2 separate regions of the Sus scrofa genome follow, and region 2 is linked to region 1. Evidence: chromatin contacts called from public Hi-C data. All regions are on one chromosome and are shown on one strand. Each heading gives the region's core, a stretch centred on a gene start, on an enhancer-like site or on the middle of the called end of the contact. The rest is flanking DNA. Distances are from core to core; before and after follow the strand shown.

What was found. A called contact is a pair of places that touch in the nucleus more often than the background predicts.
Region 2: a Hi-C map of liver shows a contact between it and region 1, with 2.9 times the contacts expected there. The contact joins the promoter of NUDT16L1 here to the promoter of DNAJA3 in region 1. A contact is called at or near these places in 2 of 5 promoter capture datasets (fetal liver and liver), 4 of 47 Hi-C or Micro-C datasets (embryonic fibroblasts, heart right ventricle, liver and 1 more) and 1 of 2 datasets of contacts at active chromatin or transcription factors (alveolar macrophages).

Annotation. Positions count from the first base shown.
Region 1 is chr3:37,917,220-37,921,274 of Sscrofa11.1, forward strand. DNAJA3 (dnaJ homolog subfamily A member 3, mitochondrial) reads right to left here and starts at 1,922. Exons shown (of 11, transcript XM_003354626.4): 1 at 1,645-1,922. The coding sequence starts at 1,855.
Region 2 is chr3:37,692,458-37,696,512 of Sscrofa11.1, forward strand. It overlaps NUDT16L1 (protein syndesmos), which reads right to left and starts at 2,196. Exons shown (of 4, transcript XR_002342434.1): 1 at 1-2,196. It overlaps MGRN1 (E3 ubiquitin-protein ligase MGRN1), which reads right to left. Exons shown (of 17, transcript XM_021086677.1): 17 at 2,346-3,711.

The sequences.
Region 1 (4,055 bases), core at 672-3,171:
TCATCTTCGTACGCTTACAGATAGTTTAAATTCTAGGGGACACAAACATCTAGCACAATTCAGGCACATATTTGGTTGTTAAATGTTTTCTCCTTCCTTCCTTATCTCACTGAAAGGAAGTCACCCAACACCCTCAGCAAGAAACTCTCAAGGATAAGTACTTAAAAAGCTTAATGTAGGAGTCCCCTGACGGGCTAGTGGGTTAAGGATCATATCTGCTGCCGGGGTATGAGTTCCATCCCTGGCCCGGGAACTTCCACATGCTGCGGCGACAGTCAAAATAAAAAAAAAAAAGGCTTACTATGTATTCATTCTACGTCACCTACAGCAACTAAGAAAGCAGCAGGTTTTGAAACAAGACTCAACCACTTTTTTTTTTTTTTTTTTTTTTTTTTTGTCTTCATGTCTTTTTTTCGGCCGCAAATGTGGCATATGGAGGTTCCCAGGCTAGGGGTCAAATCGAAGCTGTAGCCACCAGCCTACGCCAGAGCCACAGCAACGCGGCATCCGAGCCGCGTCTGCAACCTATACCACAGCTCACGGCAACGCAGGATCCTTAATTCACTGAGCGAGGCCAGGGACCGAACCCGCAATGGTTCTTAGTCGGATTCATTAACCACTGAGCCACGACGGGAACTCCAAGGCTCAACCACTTTATAGCTTTATGACATTCTATGAGTTAACATCTAAGCCTCAATTTCTTTATTTATAAAATAGAATAGGAGGGATCGGGAGCTTGGGCTTATCAGACACAACTTAGAATAAATTTACAAGGAGATCCTGCTGAATAGCATTGAGAACTTTGTCTAGATACTCATGTTGCAACAGAACAAATGGTGGGGGAAAAAATGTAATTGTAATGTATACATGTAAGGATAACCTGACCCCCTTGCTATACAGTGGGAAAATAAAAAAAAAATTATTAAAAAAAATTAAAAAAAAAATAATCACAGTGTCTATCAGATGGAAATGATCCGTGTCTGATAAATAGTAAGTGCTCGATAAATATTAGTTTGCATTTTTATCACAATAACCAACATATGGTCTTCTAAAAAAACACTAAGTGTGCCCTTCGATTTACACCATGTGGTAGAAAGCGTGTAAGCTATGTATGAAAGAACAACGCTGGGTTTGGGACAACTTTCCTTAACTACCTTTATGACCTTGGGCGGGTCAACTCCTCCGCTAGAACCTCGGTTTCCCGTTGTTTAAAATGGGGATGAGGATCCCCACCTCTTGCAGAATTGTTATTACCATCACGTGAGACCCAGCTAGCCCCAGAGCAGGTGCTCACCGAGTAAGCAGTTACCTCTTCCCTTCCGCTCCGGGCTAAAAGATGGAGGGATGGGAACGGAACTGGGCAGAAGACAAGCGGCAAGCTGGAAAGCCGCCTCCAGAAATGTTGACAGAGAGGTGAAGGTTCACCGCTACGGGACGTTTCATCTCCGCCGCCGGAGACTCCACGCAGCTGGGTAACCATTTGGGCCTCCTTCCCTCCTACGTGCCCATCTCCCCAAGCGACTCCGCAGGTAGTTCGGAAGACATGCTCCACACAGCTATCTCCATGGCCGGAGCGAAGCGAAGGACTTGGAGCCCCTCGAAGGTCTTGGAGCCCCTCGCTCGGTCGCTAGAGCCTGCCCTCACCTGTGAGGCTGACACCGGGTCTCAATGTCAGCAGCGCCCGGGCACCGCGAGCTCCGAGCGAAGACGCGAAAGCGGTGACGCTCAGATTCCGCCCGAGCGACGCCCCCACCGCACCCCCCAAGGGCGGCCGGGCCCCTCTCCTCGCTGCAGTCGGCAGCCACGGGGTCCCCACAGCCACCAGCAACAAGCGTGGGGAGCACCGCGCCGCCATCTTGGCCCGGGGACACTGCGCCTGCGCCGCCCGGCTCCTGGCTGCAGCGCCAGGACGACGCACGCGCGCAGCGCCGGTGCTTCCGGGGGCGGGGCCCGCTGCGCTCGCAAGAAGGAATACAAGTGTTGCGCGTGCGCGTCCGAAACCCATGCATTGTTTCCGTAGCCGACGCCGAAATGTGTATAAAAAGTGCTGTTAGGTAACTTGTCTCGAAGAGCCTCGTCATTCTGTACTGGACGATCAAGGCTGCACCTTTTCTGTTTAAGGACGTGGTTGAGTGTAGCCGAATGTAACTGGTCTGAGGGTTCCCGCAAGGGGCGGGACTACAAATCCCGGCGCGCAAAGGACCGTCAGTCCTGGAGATCCCATCATGCAATGCTCGGCTTCTTTCTTCTTGACCCTGAGACTTAGTTCAGCTTGCCGGGCCCTTAATCACCCGGAGTTCGCATGAGCTGCTGGAGTCTCTGCCTTACTCCCAAAGCCAGGCTTCGCGCTCACTTTTCCTCTGGCTGATTCCCCGGGAGCAGATCTTTGATCGCCCAACTCTCTGCCAAGCGCGTAATCTCTCCAAACCTGTAGAGACCTTGCGGATTGCGGAATGAGAGCCAAGCTACACAAAAACGAATTTTAAAACGTTCTGATCCCTTAGTGTCACGCACGTTCTAAAATGTTAGGGATAAAATGATGAACGACACACCATCCCTGCTTTGGAGGCGCACAAGATGAATAGAGGGACAGGCTCCTTAACAAATAAGAGTACATGATCAATAATATGGAAGGTATAGGGAGTTCCTGCTGTGGCACGGCAAGTCAAGGCTCCTGTGTTGTCTCTGTGGCAGCGGATTCCATCCCCGGTCTAGCGCGGTGGGTTAAGTTGTCGTAGCTGTGGGGAATTGCAGCTGCGGCTCAGTTTGGATTGCTGGCCTGGGAACTTCCATAAGTCATGGGTGCAGCCAAAAAAGGACAGTAGGGAGTTCCCCTTGTGGTGCAGCGAAATGAACCGGACTAGTATCCATGAGGACACAGGTTCCATCCCTGGCCTCGCTCAGTGGGTTAAGAATCAGGCATTGCGAGTGAGCTGTGGTGTAGGTTGCAGACGCTGCTTCTCGGATCCCACTTTGCTGTGGCTGTGGCATAGGCAGGCAGCTGTAGCTCTGATTCGACCCCGAGTGTGGGAACTTCCATATGCTGCGGCTGTGATAGCCAAAAAAAAAAAAAAGAAAGAAGGAAAGTAATAATATCAAAAGTATAAACAGTGTTATAGGCACCCAGGTGAGGGAGTTTCTCAAACAAGTCGGGGGCATTGGGGTGTCAGGGAAGGCATCTGAGAGGTAACATTGGAGTTGGACTTTGGTGAAAAGAGCATCAGGTAAAGACGGAGGGGCAGAGGATTCCAAGTAGCAAGAACTTCAAAAGCAGATTCTCTAAATCAAACATATTTAATTTAAAAAAGTATTTAAAAGCAGATGTCTGAAGGGCATTCCCATAGTGCCTCATCAGAAACGAATCCGGGGAGTTCCCGTCATGCCGAAGCAGAAACAAATCCAACTAGGAACCATGAAGTTGTGGATTTGGTCCCTGGCCTCGCTCAGTGGGTTAAGGATCCAGCATTGCCGTGAGTTGTGGTGTAGGTTGCAGACGCGGCTCTGATCCCGAGTTGCTGTGGCTCTGATGTAGGCCGGCAGCTACAGCTCCGATTCGACCCTAGCCTGGGAACCTCCATATGCCGTGGGTGTGGCCCTATAAAAGGCAAAAAAAAAAAAAAAAAGGAAGGGAACCTGAGGTCTCCTGGAAGGGTTTAAGACGATCTGTTCTCCTTGCTCCTGCCATCATCAAACCTGAAATTTTTGTGTATGTCGATGTTGGTCTGGGGAAAGAACCATAGCTGACATCAATCTAACTCTCCTCAGGCTCTGAGATTGAAAGAAGGTTAAAAAACCACTAGTCCAGTGACCAGTACAGTCACAAGTCTAGTTACAAGGCTGTTGTAAACTGCAAGGAATGTTGAGAGTTTGGGTTATGGAATGGAGAGGACGGAAGTGAGCAAGGGACATTCTAGGCAAAATGGGAAAAGCCATGGGGTTGGAAGTGGGGAAAAGAGTTTGTTTAGGAGGAAGTTCCTGTTGTGGCTCAGTGGAAACGAATCTGACTAGTATCCATGAGGACACAGGTTCGATCCCTGTCCTTGCTCAGTGGGTTG
Region 2 (4,055 bases), core at 946-3,445, 220 kb before region 1:
CACCGCCCCTTAAGTGCATGCGCGGGCCCGCCCCGCCGCACCCAACCAATCCGCGGGAAGCCGCGCCCCTGGGCCCCGCTCCTCCGCCAATCGCTGACCCGCGCCGGGGCCGAGCCCATCGCGACGCTCAGAGGCGTCGTTGCGAAGCGGGAGGGGCGTGCGCAAAGGGGAAGGCGGTTCGCGCCCAGCTGTCACCCAACAGCCGCGCACCCCGAACCGGCACCGCCCACGATCCTAGAAAACCACAAGGCCCAAGATGCAACGCGACAACCGAGCCCGCACGAGCCGAGCGCAGATTCGGATTCGGGTTCCCAGACGCGCGGCGCCTGCGGGGTTGGGGCGCTACCTGCAGGCGGTGCAGCCTGTGGAGTCTGGACTCAAACTGCGCGTCTAGAAGAGGGCAGGGAAAGCCCTAGCAATTATACTGCCCTCCGCCTTCCCCCGCGCCTCTTCGGGAGCACAGCCGCGCCGGCTTCCCACCGTCAGCTCCAGGCCGGGTTGGCGCCTGTCCCTGGGCGTGCGGGCGCCCCCTGCCTGCCCCAGGGGGCTCAGCCGAGCCTTGCGGCCAGGAGGCACAATGCCAGCCCATGGTTCTGCTGCCGGTTAAACACAGCCTGGCAGAGTCCAGCTACCCCCCGAGTCCAGCCCAGCCCTGAACTGGGGGTGGGCGGTGAGGAACTCGGGGACTTCCTGAATCCAGCCTGCTGGGGCAGAAGTGATTTAGATTCCGGGCAGGGAGCTTCCCAGCGCAGCGCCCAAATACCCGTGTCAGGGGCCATATAGGCCAGGTACTCCCCCCTTTAGGAACCTGGGGCTCAGATGAACGGGACTTGCCTGAGGGCACCCAGCAGTTTGTGAGAGCCAGGATCCTACCCTCGAATTCCACCTCTCCTACCCAGTGTCCGCGCAGAAAACCGTGCAGCTTCTGGGGACGAGGGCCTGAGTCACTTACCAGCGTCTGTACCGGAGAAGGCAGGCACTACGGCTCCGGAGCATCAGAAACAGCAGCTGCGGCAGAGCAGCAGGCTCCCCCGGGTTCTGTGGTGCTACTCACTCCATCAGGTAGCCCAAGCTCCATTTTCCCCCCGCGTGGTCCTCTGCCAGGGTTGGGGCTGCCGCAGCAGGGAGGCAGCCGCAGCTGGCAGTGGGAGGCCAGACTCTAGGGAGACTAAAGGTGTTTGAAGGGAAGGACCCAGGCATTAATAAATAAAGGTGTTTGAAGGCTCGCCTCAGGCATTAATAAAGGAGGTGGGCCCGTGGTGGGAGACCCAGTGCAGCCAATGCAAAAACCTGTGTGACTGAAAGGCCTTTTCCACACCGAGACCGTGGCAGACCGGGGACCCCCGAGGTTGGCAGGCCTTCCCTGGGGCAGGGCCAGGCCAGCTAGGAAGGCTGGCTCCACCCTTGAGTGCCTGAGTCAGAGGGCACTGCTGGCTGGCCGTGGTTCGGGCAGTGCTGCAGTGGGCGTGCTGGGGCACCAGCCTCTCCCCATGCAGAGGCTGCTTGCTGGTCAGGGGAGCTCAGGCTGAGCAGAGGGCCCCAGCTGGGCTCCAGCGTCCTGGCAGCCAAACCTGCCCTCCAATCCATTTCCCCCGAGGACAGCTGGAGAAAGTCGCTCCCTTGCTTAGCAGCCTCCAATTGCTCCTAGGGCAAAACTGGGCCCCCACAAAGTGTCTGCACCCCACACCCCAGCTCTGACACTTCAGCCACTCCGTGGACACAGTAGACCCACTCCTGCCTTTGCACTTGCTGAGCCAGCTGCCTGGGGTGCTCTTCCAGGCCCAGCTCCTTGGCATCCTTTAGGGCTCAGCTGAAACGTATCACAGAAGCCCTCCCCAAACACAGGCTAAATCAGCACCACCTCGTTAGCCACCGACCCCCTTCCTAACTGTAATCACATGTGGTTAGACCTGAATCACTTGCGTAGCATCTCACTGACTAGAACGCAGGCTCCCAGGGGCCTGGCGCCTTCTGCTTTCTGCTGGCACAGCAGGCACTCAGTTCACGGCGGCAAGAGGAACTAGCGACGGCTACGGCCAAAGCAATTGCATAGCTGGAGGCCTGGGCTCTTCCACCTGCTCAGGAAACAGAGCCAAGTCCCAAGGGTCCCTCCCCTTTGCTCCAACCCGACAATCAGCATAATGCCGACCCCAAGAATAACAAGCAGCAGCACTCACGCCCTCCCGGAAGTCCTATGTCACATCACACATGAGGGAACAGTGGCTGCAGCCACAAGCAGGCACTTGCGCTGCTCTGAGTGTGTCAGAGCTGCCACTCAGCTGTCCTGCCTCCCGAGAAACAACCCAGTCCTGTGGAGCTGTGCATGGAGGGAAAAGCGAATAGGATATTGCTGCATGATTTTATTACTATAAATATACAGTAAAAACGAACAAAAACTAGCCAATCAGAGTACATCAAATGGTAGCACGTGTTAAGTCCAAGACAGGCCAGTCTGCACCCCGCCCTTCAGTTACTGGCCCCAAAACCAATGGTGAGAGGCGGGGGGTGTTGGCCAGTGAGAGGAGAGGGGTGAGGAGAGGGAGACGGTCATGTGCGTGTGTGGCATCTGTGCACCCACGAGCACACGGCGGGCAGGACGGGAGGCAGGGCGCCTGCAGTGTGGCCTCTGTTCATAGGCTCAACTGGAGAGAGAAGGAGGCGCCCATTCCGAGCACCCCACTCATCAGAGCCTCAGGCTGTGTGGTCGGCTGCCCAGCACCATCCTTCCCACCTGCTAGGAAAGCGCTGGCACGGGGAGTGCAGACCCGCCGCCGCCAGGCTAAGGTCCCACTGGGGCAGCTCTCATCCAGAGGCACCAGGGCCAAGCACGCTGTCTGCCTTTCTGTTGCCCGCAAGTTTGTCTTTAAGAGAAGGCGAGGTCACCTCACATGGGGCCCTCGTCCCCAGGGACATCCCGCCACAGGAGCCCCAGACGGGAACAAATCAAAGCAAATTCTCAGTGCCATCTACGGCAGAGGGAGCAGAGAAGCCACCAGCGCCTTCCAGAGCAGGTGATGGCGTGCCGCTCGCCGAGCAGAGCCCCGGCCCAGAGGGTCTGGTGCCGTGGGCAAAGCTGCCGCTGGGAAGGGCTCTCAGGCACCACACCGCCCATGCCCAGACCCAAACCTGGCCGAGCCTCGCCAAGCTGTGCAGGGGGAGGGCAGGGGCAGTCTCCTTCCCGGCCTGAGACTCAGACCCCACCTCCTCTCCTTCCAGGGGCCCCGCGCGTCCCCGTGAAGGCAGCACCTCACCGCCCAGGAACTCCTCTTCTCCAGCGTGTCCCTCAGTTCCCGGGCATCGGCCGCCACGGCTCGGGGGCTGGGTGAGGCTGCACACGGGTGCCCGGCCCCGGGGCATTGGGAAGGACCCAGAGCTCAGCGCCCGGGACAGAAAGCCACTGTCCTTCATCTTGTACCATTTACAAATACATGGACTGTAGAAAAAGGGTCGTCAGAGGGGACAGTCAACTGTGCTCTTCGGTCAAGGGTCACACAGCTCCTCGCAGCCAGTGACCACGCAGAACTTGCAGACTGGAGAGGCCAGGGGTTGCGCTGGAGTCCACGGCCCTCGGCCAAGTCCGGGGAGCCAGGCCAGGCTCTCAGAGTGGGGTCAGCTCGGCGGCCCCAGGGTCAGGACTGGGGCCACCAAGTGGAGGCCGGGGGGGCCCGGTGGTGTGCAGGCTGCGGGGCGTCTCCATGGAGGTGGACCATCCTGCGGGCAGGGGGACAGGGAGGGGGGTCACGCTGGGCCGAACTGTCCTGACACCCCGCTCCCCTGACCCGCTGGGCTCGGGCTTCTCTCCGGCTGACCCTGTGTCCGTGGCTGGGCACCCAGAGGGCCCCGGGGGGCTGTCTGTCGCAGCAAAGAGCCGCAGCCCTGCATCAGAAGACAATGGGGTGCCTGGGGCAGCCACCCTGGGTCCCCCACCCGGCCCTCTCTGTGCTTCCCCGGCTCTTGGGGGCCGCTGTCCCGCAGTGCCTTCCCGCTGGGCTCGGCTGGGGCTCAGCTGACCCAGGTGGAGGGAACAGTGGGGTCTGAGTGCCCAGCAGGGCCCA